Regions from separate parts of the Mus musculus genome. Here region 2 is linked to region 1. Evidence: chromatin contacts called from public Micro-C data. All regions are on one chromosome and are shown on one strand. Each heading gives the region's core, a stretch centred on a gene start, on an enhancer-like site or on the middle of the called end of the contact. The rest is flanking DNA. Distances are from core to core; before and after follow the strand shown.

Region 1 (5,052 bases), core at 1,651-4,150:
GGGAAGGGGAGTGAGAAGCGAGAGAAGGGGAGGGACCTGCCCTCTCCAGCACAAGACAGTTTTCATTTGCAGCAGGCCTCACCGCAGGCTCTCTATCAATTTGTCTCAATGCAAACATTCAAAATATTCTCTTTGGCTGCTCATGAAAACAATGTGAGCTGCCAGGATCAAACCATCTTTCCAGATGTCTGGTGGTAACCACATTAAACAGGGCAGACTTGTTTACTGTTGTGTTTGGTTAGGGCTTTTCCCCCCTTCGGGATTTAAAAGAGAGTCAGGAGGATCCAGTGGAGCACCATCCCCAGAGTTACATAAGCGGGCAAACTCGCCCACCAGAGCAACAGCAAGGGATGGGAGGAACCCGACATTCTATCCCAGATCTGTTCAAAACTGGGGGACAGTGCCTTCTTCTGTGTGGAGAACCCTGTGAATGAGAGGAGGTTCCGATGGAGGGGTCGGTGGTAAAATGTCAATAGATTGCAATGATGCCTAAGCCTGTCATGCCCGGGGGAGCCTATGCCAGCGCCCCTACGCCCCAAAATTGTGAAATTGCTTCAGTGTCCGGTTTGCAGGCAGAGACAAACAAAAAAATACTCCCTAGCTGAGGTGGGGGTTCAAGTCTTCATTTTTATCCGGATTCTTGTTGAACAAGAATTCTTGTTGAGAAGGAATTGGGCTCAATGAAGTTCGGGGATATTCCAAGTGAATTATTCCAGTGAGTGTTATTCAGCAATGGACGTGACTGTCGTTTGCCAGATCAGCAGAAGCCGAAAGGAAAACCTGGTGATTGTCTGCCACTTGGCCCTTGGGGCAGGGCGGGGCGGGGCGGGGGGCGTGGTGATTAAATGTGGATTGGCTATTTTGTGGCCTTTGTAACTGTCCAGTGCCTGGAAGGAGACCCTCTGCGGGGAGACGTAAACACTCCTTTCGGACAGAAAGAGGCTCAGTATAGCCTGGGTGCACCCTCCTGAAAGCTACGTTGTCGTTTGAATGTCTGGGCTGAAAAGGAAACAATTTGGGGTTTGAAAGGATGTAATTCATTCTTCTTTCCCTTTAACCTCTTTCCTCTCTGGAAAGCATGTGGAAACGCTGAAGGGAAGAGCAAGAGGGCGGGCAGCCCGGCCGCAGGCAGGAAAGGGTTAAGCCTGATTTCTTTTAATTGAACTCCAGAACTGGTGGCCCCAGGCAAAGGGGGGGGACTGACCCCGCTAGCGGTAACCAGATGTGGCGGTCCCAGGGGAGCCCCGGAGCAGACCCCTGGATTGAGAAGCAGACAGGAGGAGGGGGAGTGGGCCCGGCCCCCACCCCACCCCCCACAGTAAACCGAGTCTCAATTGCTGGCAGGCTGCACCGCCACTCCAGGTCTGGTCACGTTCAGACCCGTGTCTGTATTCGAACCCCAAATTGGAGCTGAATTGATGAGACTAATTTGGAGAGGGGGAAGGGGGGAGGGAGGGAGGCGAGCGAGCGAGCGCAATTGCTCCTGAAGAAATAAAGAATTAATAAGTCACCTTCTTGCCGCCGTGGACACCCTCTTGATTTTTTTTTCCTTTCCAATTTATTCGGATCTGCTCTGGAATTTTTCCCCTCTTTTCCCGGGAGGACTCTTAAATAATAGTGAGAAAGTCCACAGCGTGGTCTGAAGAGCGTGGAAAAAGGTAACCTGTTTTCAAAGTCTGGGAGATGGGAGTCAGGCCGCCAGCGCCGATACCCCAGAGAAGCCTTAACAAGAGAGCTCCTGGGTCCAGCAGGGGAGGCGCGGGGGATAGCAGAAAGAACCGAGCCGGTAAAGCGGGCCACGCCGCTGGTTGGGAATGACAGTCCCTAGCTTGGACCCTTAGACTGCCCGTTCTCATCCAAGGTGGGGTCTCTGCTGAGCCGCGGCTCGCCGCGCTCCTGGGTCCTGCTGCGTAGTGTGGAGGGCAAGCTCGCCCTGGTGTCAGTTCCTTGGGGGCTGCGATGGTATTGAAGAACTTGGGCCGTCGGGTCCTGATAGGTGAGAGAATTTAACTCAAAAAGCCTAGGTTGTGGCTGGTCTACCTCCTTAGCGGGCTGTGGAGCCCGGAGTCGAGGCGCGCCAAAGCATGGGCATCTCTCTGCTAACAAAGCTTGAGGTATTGAGCCCTTGACAGGTCAGGTCCGCGGGACCCAGAATTCGCTTTGAGCCTATCCGGAGACCAGCGCTTAGATGCAAAAACTCTCTTCGGCTCCTCTCTTTCTTTCTTTCTTTCTTTCTTTCTTTCTTTCTTTCTTTCTTTCTTTCTTTCTTTCTTCCTTCCTTCCTTCCTTCCTTCCTTCCTTCCTTCCTTCCTTCCTTCCTTTTTAAAAATAGTAGGTTTGCCTTGATCTGCATCCGAATCTCCCCTGGCGGTCAGCATCGCCAGGTTATCCCCTGTTCTAACAAACTCTTCCGCCGTCTTCCTCCCATCCCCAAAAAAGTTTGACTCCGGCTGGAAAAAGCATTAATGAATGTATCTGTGGGAAGAAACGGAAAGTGAATGAGTCAGGAGGGCCACCTTCGGCCAAAGGCCCAAGGGAAAGGAAAGAGGCCAGAGGCGTTTGGCTTTGGATTTGGGGGGAAGGTGATGGGGGAGTTGCAGACTTCAGGAATCAGGGAGCGGATACTGGGCGTGGACCCCGTCATTGTTCCTGGCCAGCTCTTATCTCCCAGGAGCAAGTATCCTGTGTGCGCAGTGCATGAATGTAACTGGGCATCCCGCGTATATTTATATAGCGAGTGATGCGAAAAGCAGGGCGAGGAGAGGACGAGGGGGTGTGGGGGAGGGAAGACAAGAGAGAGCAGAGAGTGGAGAGGGCGAGATGAGAGAGAGAGAGAGAGAGAGAGAGAGAGAGAGAGAGAGAGAGAGAGAGAGAGAGATAGGACTTCCTCCCCGATCGCAAAGTGAAGTCACTTCCCAAAATTAGCTGAAAAAAAGTTTCATCCGGTTAACTGTCTCTTTTTCGATCCGCTACAACAACAAACGTGCACAGGGGAGCGAGGGCAGGGCGCTCGCAGGGGGCACTCAGAGAGGGCCCAGGGCGCCAAAGAGGCCGCGCCGGGCTAATCTGAAGGGGCTACGAGGTCAGGCTGTAACCGGGTCAATGTGTGGAATATTGGGGGGCTCGGCTGCAGACTTGGCCAAATGGACGGGACTATTAAGGTAAGCGGCTGGGCAGTGGGCGCGGGGAGAGGGCCGACCGGGGCGGCGGGAGGGCTGGGCGCCGGGGTCCCGGAAGACGTGGCCGCTCTCCCTTCCTTCCGCGCCCCGGCTTCGCGCGGTCTCCTCCGGGTGGCGAGTCCCCCATTCCGAGGAGGCCGGCCAGCCTTCCCGCCCAGGGCGATCTACCCCTCACTCCTTGCGCCACTGTGGAATCCCGCAGGCTCCCACTGTGCCGCCCGAAGGGGCTGCGAGACCCGGCAGCTGAAACCTGGGGACCCGGGGCGCGGAGCAGAGTCTCGGGCGGGAGATCGCCGGGTCGGTTCCCACCCGGCACCCAGACGACCTGGCCCCGGCGCCAGGCACTAGTCTGGCGGCCAGCTTCCTCACGCCAGAGGCCGAGATCTGCGCGGGCAGGAGCAGCGTTCGCCTCTGGCTGGGGTCCCCCGACCCTCCGAGCGAGTTGGAGGAGTAGTTGCGGGAGGGCAAGGGGTGCAAGGGAGGGTGTCTGAGGATCCGGCTGAGCCGGCGGGTCCAGATGGAAGACCCTGTTTACTTGTCAGCCAGACCGGTTTCTCTTCCCCCCTTCTCACTGCTGCTGCCCGGCAGTTGCGGACGCCGGCTGCCTGGAGCTAACGGGCCCGCCTCGCAGTTCCTCGGGTTAGGAATCTCCTTGCTCTCCGGCTCCTCAGTGCCTCAGATCCCGCACACTGTGCGTGCGCCTGCTTTAGAGCAAGGGATCCAGGAGCTGTCCTCTCAGTAAGAATTAAACTCCTTCAACAGCTGTCCCCCTGCGGTGGCTGGTTCAGAGTCTATGGCCTGGGGCTTGCCGATTGCACCCCCACCCCCACCCGCCACCCGCGCCGGCCCAGCTTGGGTCTAGGTTGCAAAGTGCAGACCAGCAGACCTGTGAGTCTGGGTTCCCTGTCACGCTTCAGAAAGGCCGAGTGCTCCCTCCGAAAGGGGGAAGTAGGGCCAGGAGCAGAGACGAGGGACACCCCCTAACGTGACTAGCCTAAGAGGACTTAGGAGAATGAATGAGAGCAGACGTTAGCTTCAAGGCTGCATATCAAGCAGGAATTGCTCTGGAAAAACTATCAGGCTGGTGAGGTGGGGACTGGCAGAGCCGCCATTCTCCAGAACCCAGAGGAATCCACTTCCCTCTCATGGCTTGATGAAGAGGAGGTGAAGGTGTTGTTGGCTTTAGAGAATTTAACAGATTTTTATCTTCTGGGTGGGGTCAGAGTGTTTTTATTTTCTAAGAGTCTCTTCTCTCTCTCTCTCTCTCTCTCTCTCTCTCTCTCTCTCTCTCTCTCTCCCTCCCTCCCTCCCTCCCTCCCTCCCTCCTTCTCTCTCCCTCCCTCCTTCTCTGAAACATGCTGACTTAGGTAAAAGGCACCAACTGAAGGAACTCAAAGACAGATGAGATAGCCGATTGTAATGGGGTTTTAACACAACCACCTAGCCACAGGTTTTTCAAACCTGACTTGAGAGTGTTCCTAAGGGGTGTGCTCTGGAGACCTGACAGTGCAGGTCCCTGGGCCCTGCTTCTCTGCTTCCTGTTGGTATGTTCCTGCAAGTGCCTACATCCCTCAGGTTCAGTAACCAGATGGTCCTTCGAAAATCTTCACACCCCCATTCAGAACACTATCTACTCACAACCCCCCCCCCCAAACTCCCCTAGGTCCTAAAGGGTGGTAATGTGGCTCCAGAGGCTTAATGTGGACACTCTGAGAAGAAGTGAAGCAATATCTGCGCAGTGTTCAGACCTCTAAGCACAGGCCCTGAGCTCTGGAGGAAGCTGTGGTCTGTGTACCCAGGATGTGTTAACCCCACACTGTGCACAATGGGATGGGCATGACAGGCCTCAAGGGCAACCTTAGACCAGGAGGCT
Region 2 (5,052 bases), core at 652-3,151, 4.6 Mb before region 1:
CAATCGTTGATGTCCATGGGTCTGATGTCTTAAAGAACAAGTTGACATCGGAATTGTACTTTAGAAAATGAGGACTGTGGTAAGTATGAGTGGGTAGTATATGGCTTTTGTCTGTATGCTCACTGGCACTTCTCTGATGAACTAAGTATTTACTATCAGCCCATTCTCCATCTGAATCTACTGGCCAGCAACCTCCAAAGGAGAGCAACCCCTTCTCCAGAGGTCCCTGGCAGAGTCAAAGGGATCGCTCCTCTCCCAGTCTATGCAATGCATTTCCCTCTGCGACTTTATGGCAGGCTGACCTCCAGCCTCTGGGTCAGTGAGTCTGGTGTTTCTGTACTACATAAAAAGGGCAAGTGGATTCATTATTATTATATTATTATACAATGTGAAATATATACTAGCAATTATGCTGTCAGGAGCCACAGTCTTTGACCACAGATCAGAGGTTGGGGTGACATAACTCTACCTAGTGAAAGTCTTTAGGGAGTCCATGGGAAGATGTTTCAACCCCATCTGTAGCAGTGGATCTATAGGTGAAAGCCCCCTCCCCGTCCCACAGGAACATTGCAGGTGAATGTGGAGTTGCTGGCAGGACCTGGATAAAGAGCACATCTGGAATGTGATGCAGACGTCTCTGAGCCTTTGGATCTAATGATACTTCTCATTTTTGCCGGAATCCGAGGCAGGGGAGGAATGACCCAGAGGCTTGGAATGGAGCAAAGGGTAACCTCCCTCTGCTGGGGTTAGATCCTTTTCTGGGAACCTGACTGTCTGGATTCCCTCTTAGCTTTTCCTTAACTTTCAGTGACTTTGTTTAGGCTTCAGCCAGGCTCCTTTCCTGGTGTGAGAGTCACAGGATTCATTGTCACCTGCCTGTGGCCTGAAACCGCTTCTCAAGGGGGGCAGAAGGGATTCTCTGGTCCTCTGTGTAGGAGCTGAGCCAGTCTGCATCCTGAGTGGCTGAGCCTATACTTGGCACTCAGTAGGAAAGTCATCTTTGTTGACTAAATGGAGACATGCATGGTTGCACTGGCTTGATTTGGCTTTTCATTGTAGAAGTGACTTGGGTGAGGAGCCTGTTTGGTGTATGGAACAGATTGGACCACCCCAGCAAGCCCAAGCTGAAACAGTACTCCCCTCACCTTACGGTGCCCAGCCTCCGGGACACACTGGCTGGCTAAGCAGTTTTAAGAATGAAACAGCAGTGGCTTCCAAGCACTTGCCTGACATTTGCCAAGGGATAGCTTCTGATAAGGCTCTTTCCCTTGTTATCTTGCCCCTGAACCACCCCATCAACCCTCGGATGAACCAAGCGTCAGAGGAAGCCTACAGCAGGGGGAAAAAAAAAAGCTCTTGAGACCAGGGATAACTAACCACCTGAGCACCTTTGCTGGGGCCAAGGTAATGAGAATTATTCAAATGCAATCATAAAAATGAGGCCAGCCGGGCAGGAATGGGGTGGGGGTGTGATGGAGAGAACGTTTCTTGCCAGTTTGAAGATTCCTATTTTCTTGGGGTTCTCTTGAGGTACACAGAAAATTTCACCTCCTCTCAATCTCTTCAGCACCTGGTGTCTTGGAACTCGTCACCAGTTGATCGCTAAGGAGGACACCGGGTAGGGGTGCGCCTGCATTTCTGGGGTTCACTGCATCACCTCTGTCAGGCAACCCCCAGGTCTGGGCGCCTGCTGCCTCTCTCCAGCAGCAAGCAGGCCAGAGCCTGATGTCTGAGCCGAGCCTCCAGTAGAGGGAGACACTCTAGCAGCTCCTCGCCTGGGAAGCGGCCGGGTCCAGGAGTGGGTGGGGGCTATGGGGGGGGGGGAGAAAGGGGGAGTGGGGAGAGGGGAGGTGTGCGCGCGCGGGGAGGGGGGGGGAGGGAGTCCGGGGGGCGGGTCCCTGTGCCGCTGACGTCCCGAGCAGTGCTGGGAAGTATAGGCTGTGTTGTCACGCCGGTGTCAGTCTGATGAAGATTGGCATCAGGTAAGCTGTCATTCATTTCCATGTCAGAGACGCTTTTGCAGGCGGCGGCGGCGGCGGCGGCTGCTGCTGCGGGCGGCTGCCTCAGAGCGCGTGTGTTTTATTCCAGTCCCCAAGCCAGAGTATTATTCATTGCGACAGGGCAAGGAGGAGAGAGGGAGAGAGGGAGGCAGCAGGGAGGAGAGAGAGGGAGGCAGCAGGGAGGAGGGAGGCAGGGAGCAGAGAGGGACGGCGGGAGCGTGCAGAGAGAAGCTGGGGAAGCGCCGGGAGAGCGCGGAGCGAAGCCGCGCGAGGGGAGGCGAGGCTGGGCGAGGAGGCGGCGAGAAGCGCGCGGCCCACCCGCTCCCGGACCCGGCCGGTGCGCAGCTCCGTGCCCGCCTCGCTGCCGCCGCCTCGCCCCGCTCCCCTCTGGCCCAGGGCCGGGCGTGCATTGTTTGCGGTCGCAAGCAGCTGGGCAGCGGACTCAGAGCGCAGCGGCCCTAGAGCCTGTAGCGGGCGGGCTGGAAGCCGTGCACCCGGAGCTTCCCGGGACTCGAGCCCAGGGACGAGCGCGTCGGCCGGAGTCCCTGCGCAGGCGGCTCCTGGCTAGGCGCTCGGTGGGGGCGAGGCTGGGAACTGCGGGCGGGCTTCGGTTCTCCTTTCCCGGGCTCCAGGAGCCCTGTGGCTGGAGCTTCCTAGGTGTCACCAGCCCCGAGCTGCCTTCGAGTGGTTGGAAGCGGGAGCAGCCCTAGCCTGCGGCCGGGTGGCTGGAGTCAAGCAGTGGCGGCCGCGTCCTGCCCGGCCCGGGGAGGCAGGGAGAGTAGAGGTTTACCGGAGGATCAGTGGGGACAGGGGAACATGTGTGTGTGTGTGTGTATGTATGTGTGTGTGTATGGGGGGGGGGGAGGTGTTAGTCAGAGAAACCAGAACCCGAGGGGCGACGCTCAGGGACTCTAACTAGGAGTAGGAGGAGAATTTGTAGGGTCACTGGCTCTCTACGTATTGTTGGGTCTTTTGGGCGGGGAGGGGAGGATTAGGGGTCCTTGGCGAAGAGCTAGAAGATAAATTCGTAAAAGGGGGGGAGGTGGGCACGGAAAGCGTCCCGAGAAGAAAGCCGATGGGGATGGGGCAGGGTCCTGAATGTGCCGCGCGAAGTTTCTGTTTCTTTCGGGTTAGGCTGGCTTCCAAAGCCAAGGAAGAAACGAGCGCAGTGGGCCGCGCTGTCTGGAGAGTCCTTCACAGGGCAGCCAGGGTTCCCGCGCGGTCGGAAGACGCGGGTTGGGAGTGGGAGGGGGATGCGGATCAGCCCCTTAAAGGAGGGCTGGGTTTTGGAGCAGGCTAGAGTTTGGGTTGCAGGAATCAAGCTGTTTTCAGAATAGGGACAGATGGGCCGCTGTGTAGTTTACATGCCGGCAAAGACAGAGGGCTGGAGTTAGGCGCCGGGGCCCCGATTACCTCCGAGGCTTGACTCCGGAGCCGGTGACGTTGTTTTAGAACTGACACTCGGGATCAGGATATTGAAATGTAGGAAGAATTGCGCGTCCAGGTTCTTACAGCGTGTGGGAGGAAAAGCTTTTATGTAGGCAAGAAAAGTAGTTGATTCCAGCCGTGGTGAGCGAGCCCCGAACGTCTGCTGCTTCTCCCCCTAAAGCGAATCTTGCGGATGAGAGGATCTGGGTGCACAGGGCTGAAACCTAGGAGAAAGACTCTGGAAGGTACACAAAAATAGTGATTCAGTACGAAGTGACCGGGTAGCATCATCCGGGTCCGAGTGGAGCCAAGGAGCTGGCCCTGCAGAGTCAGCAGGCTCTGGGAGTCACTTGCGGTCTGTGGCCTCAGCGTGGCGGGGTGGTTGCTGGTGGCCCGCCGGGACAGTGGTAGGCGACGCAGGCAAGGGGGCCACTAGTAGAGAGGTGCTACTGGGGCTTAAGGAATCGTGGCTGCCGCCAAAGGAAAGACATTCCCGAACTCCGGAGTCCTCATCGGATCTGCCGCCTGTTTATCTGCAAGCGATGCTTGCTTCGTCCAGGGCAATGTCGAAGAGCGCACAGGCCGGCCCATACCGGCAAGGTTCTATCCTAGAGGGAGGAGGAAGTTCGGGGTTTCCTTACCCTCACATATGTTATCTTGGGACTTCTCCAGGCTGTTGGCTTTCTGGAATTCAAATGCTCTTCAACTGGTAGAATCCAAGATAACAAGCTTAAACGGATTTAAACATCCGCCCCCCCACACACCCCCCTCCCAAATCTCAGAAATGATGGTGTTCAAAAGCAACATGGTTTTATCCCAAACTCTAGCCCCTTTGCCCTCCCACTCTGCCTTCTGACCTTCCCGTGGCCCCTGGACCTTGATGCAAATGCACGCATGTGTGTATGCCTGTAGGTAGGTGTGGGGTGTCTCTTATTTAGGGGCTCGTATCTCATACTCAAACTACTTCCTCAAGGCTCGGGCCTAGCTCACCAGTGGGTGGAGTGGAGGGGTCCTAAAGAAGGAAAGAGCAGATTGGGGAGAAGGAGGGTTGAAGATGTTACATTCTGGACATTTAGATAAAGAGTAAGGTTGAGGGATGGATGTAAGTGTGTGTGTGTGTGTGTGTGTGTGTGTGTGTGTGTGTGTGTTGGGAGTTGATTTTCTCTGTGCATGATTTCTCTGTGCACCGTGAATTGAGAAAGCCAGCCAGTCCTTTGGGGCACTGAAGCCGCAGGACCCAAGAATGGCCACCGCGGCCGGGGGCGCGGCGACCGCTACCAGGAGCTGTTGTTTTCCAGACTTGGAATTCCTGAGCGCTCTTCTCCAGCCCTGAGCTGAGCGGGGGAGGGAGCCGTGACCCCACGGAGACTCCCCGGTCACCGCCTCCCTTTTGTGAGATCGAAAGGCATGAAAGCCTAGAGAAAGAGGATCTGCAGGGAATGAGGGCCAGGGGGTTACTCGAGGGAGATGGGCCTAGCAACAACCACAGTAAAATGCTTAGCGCAAATCGCAGCGAAGTGTACCCAACTCGAGACTGGCTGTTTTATGACCCTTTCTAGGAGTTTACTGCTCTGTGCTTTTAAGTCTATAGATTGCTTTAAGTTAATGAAAGTGCGGCTTTCAA

Evidence for each region. A called contact is a pair of places that touch in the nucleus more often than the background predicts.
Region 2: a contact with region 1 is called in a Micro-C map of embryonic stem cells, with 27 times the contacts expected there. The contact joins the promoter of Pknox2 here to the promoter of Fli1 in region 1. A contact is called at or near these places in 3 of 484 Hi-C or Micro-C datasets (all in embryonic stem cells) and 1 of 115 datasets of contacts at active chromatin or transcription factors (embryonic stem cells).

Annotation. Positions count from the first base shown.
Region 1 is chr9:32,539,300-32,544,351 of GRCm38.p6, reverse strand. Fli1 (Friend leukemia integration 1) reads left to right here and starts at 2,900. Exons shown (of 9, transcript NM_008026.5): 1 at 2,900-3,161. The coding sequence starts at 3,144.
Region 2 is chr9:37,144,171-37,149,222 of GRCm38.p6, reverse strand. It overlaps Pknox2 (Pbx/knotted 1 homeobox 2), which reads left to right and starts at 1,901. Exons shown (of 13, transcript NM_001029838.2): 1 at 1,901-1,982.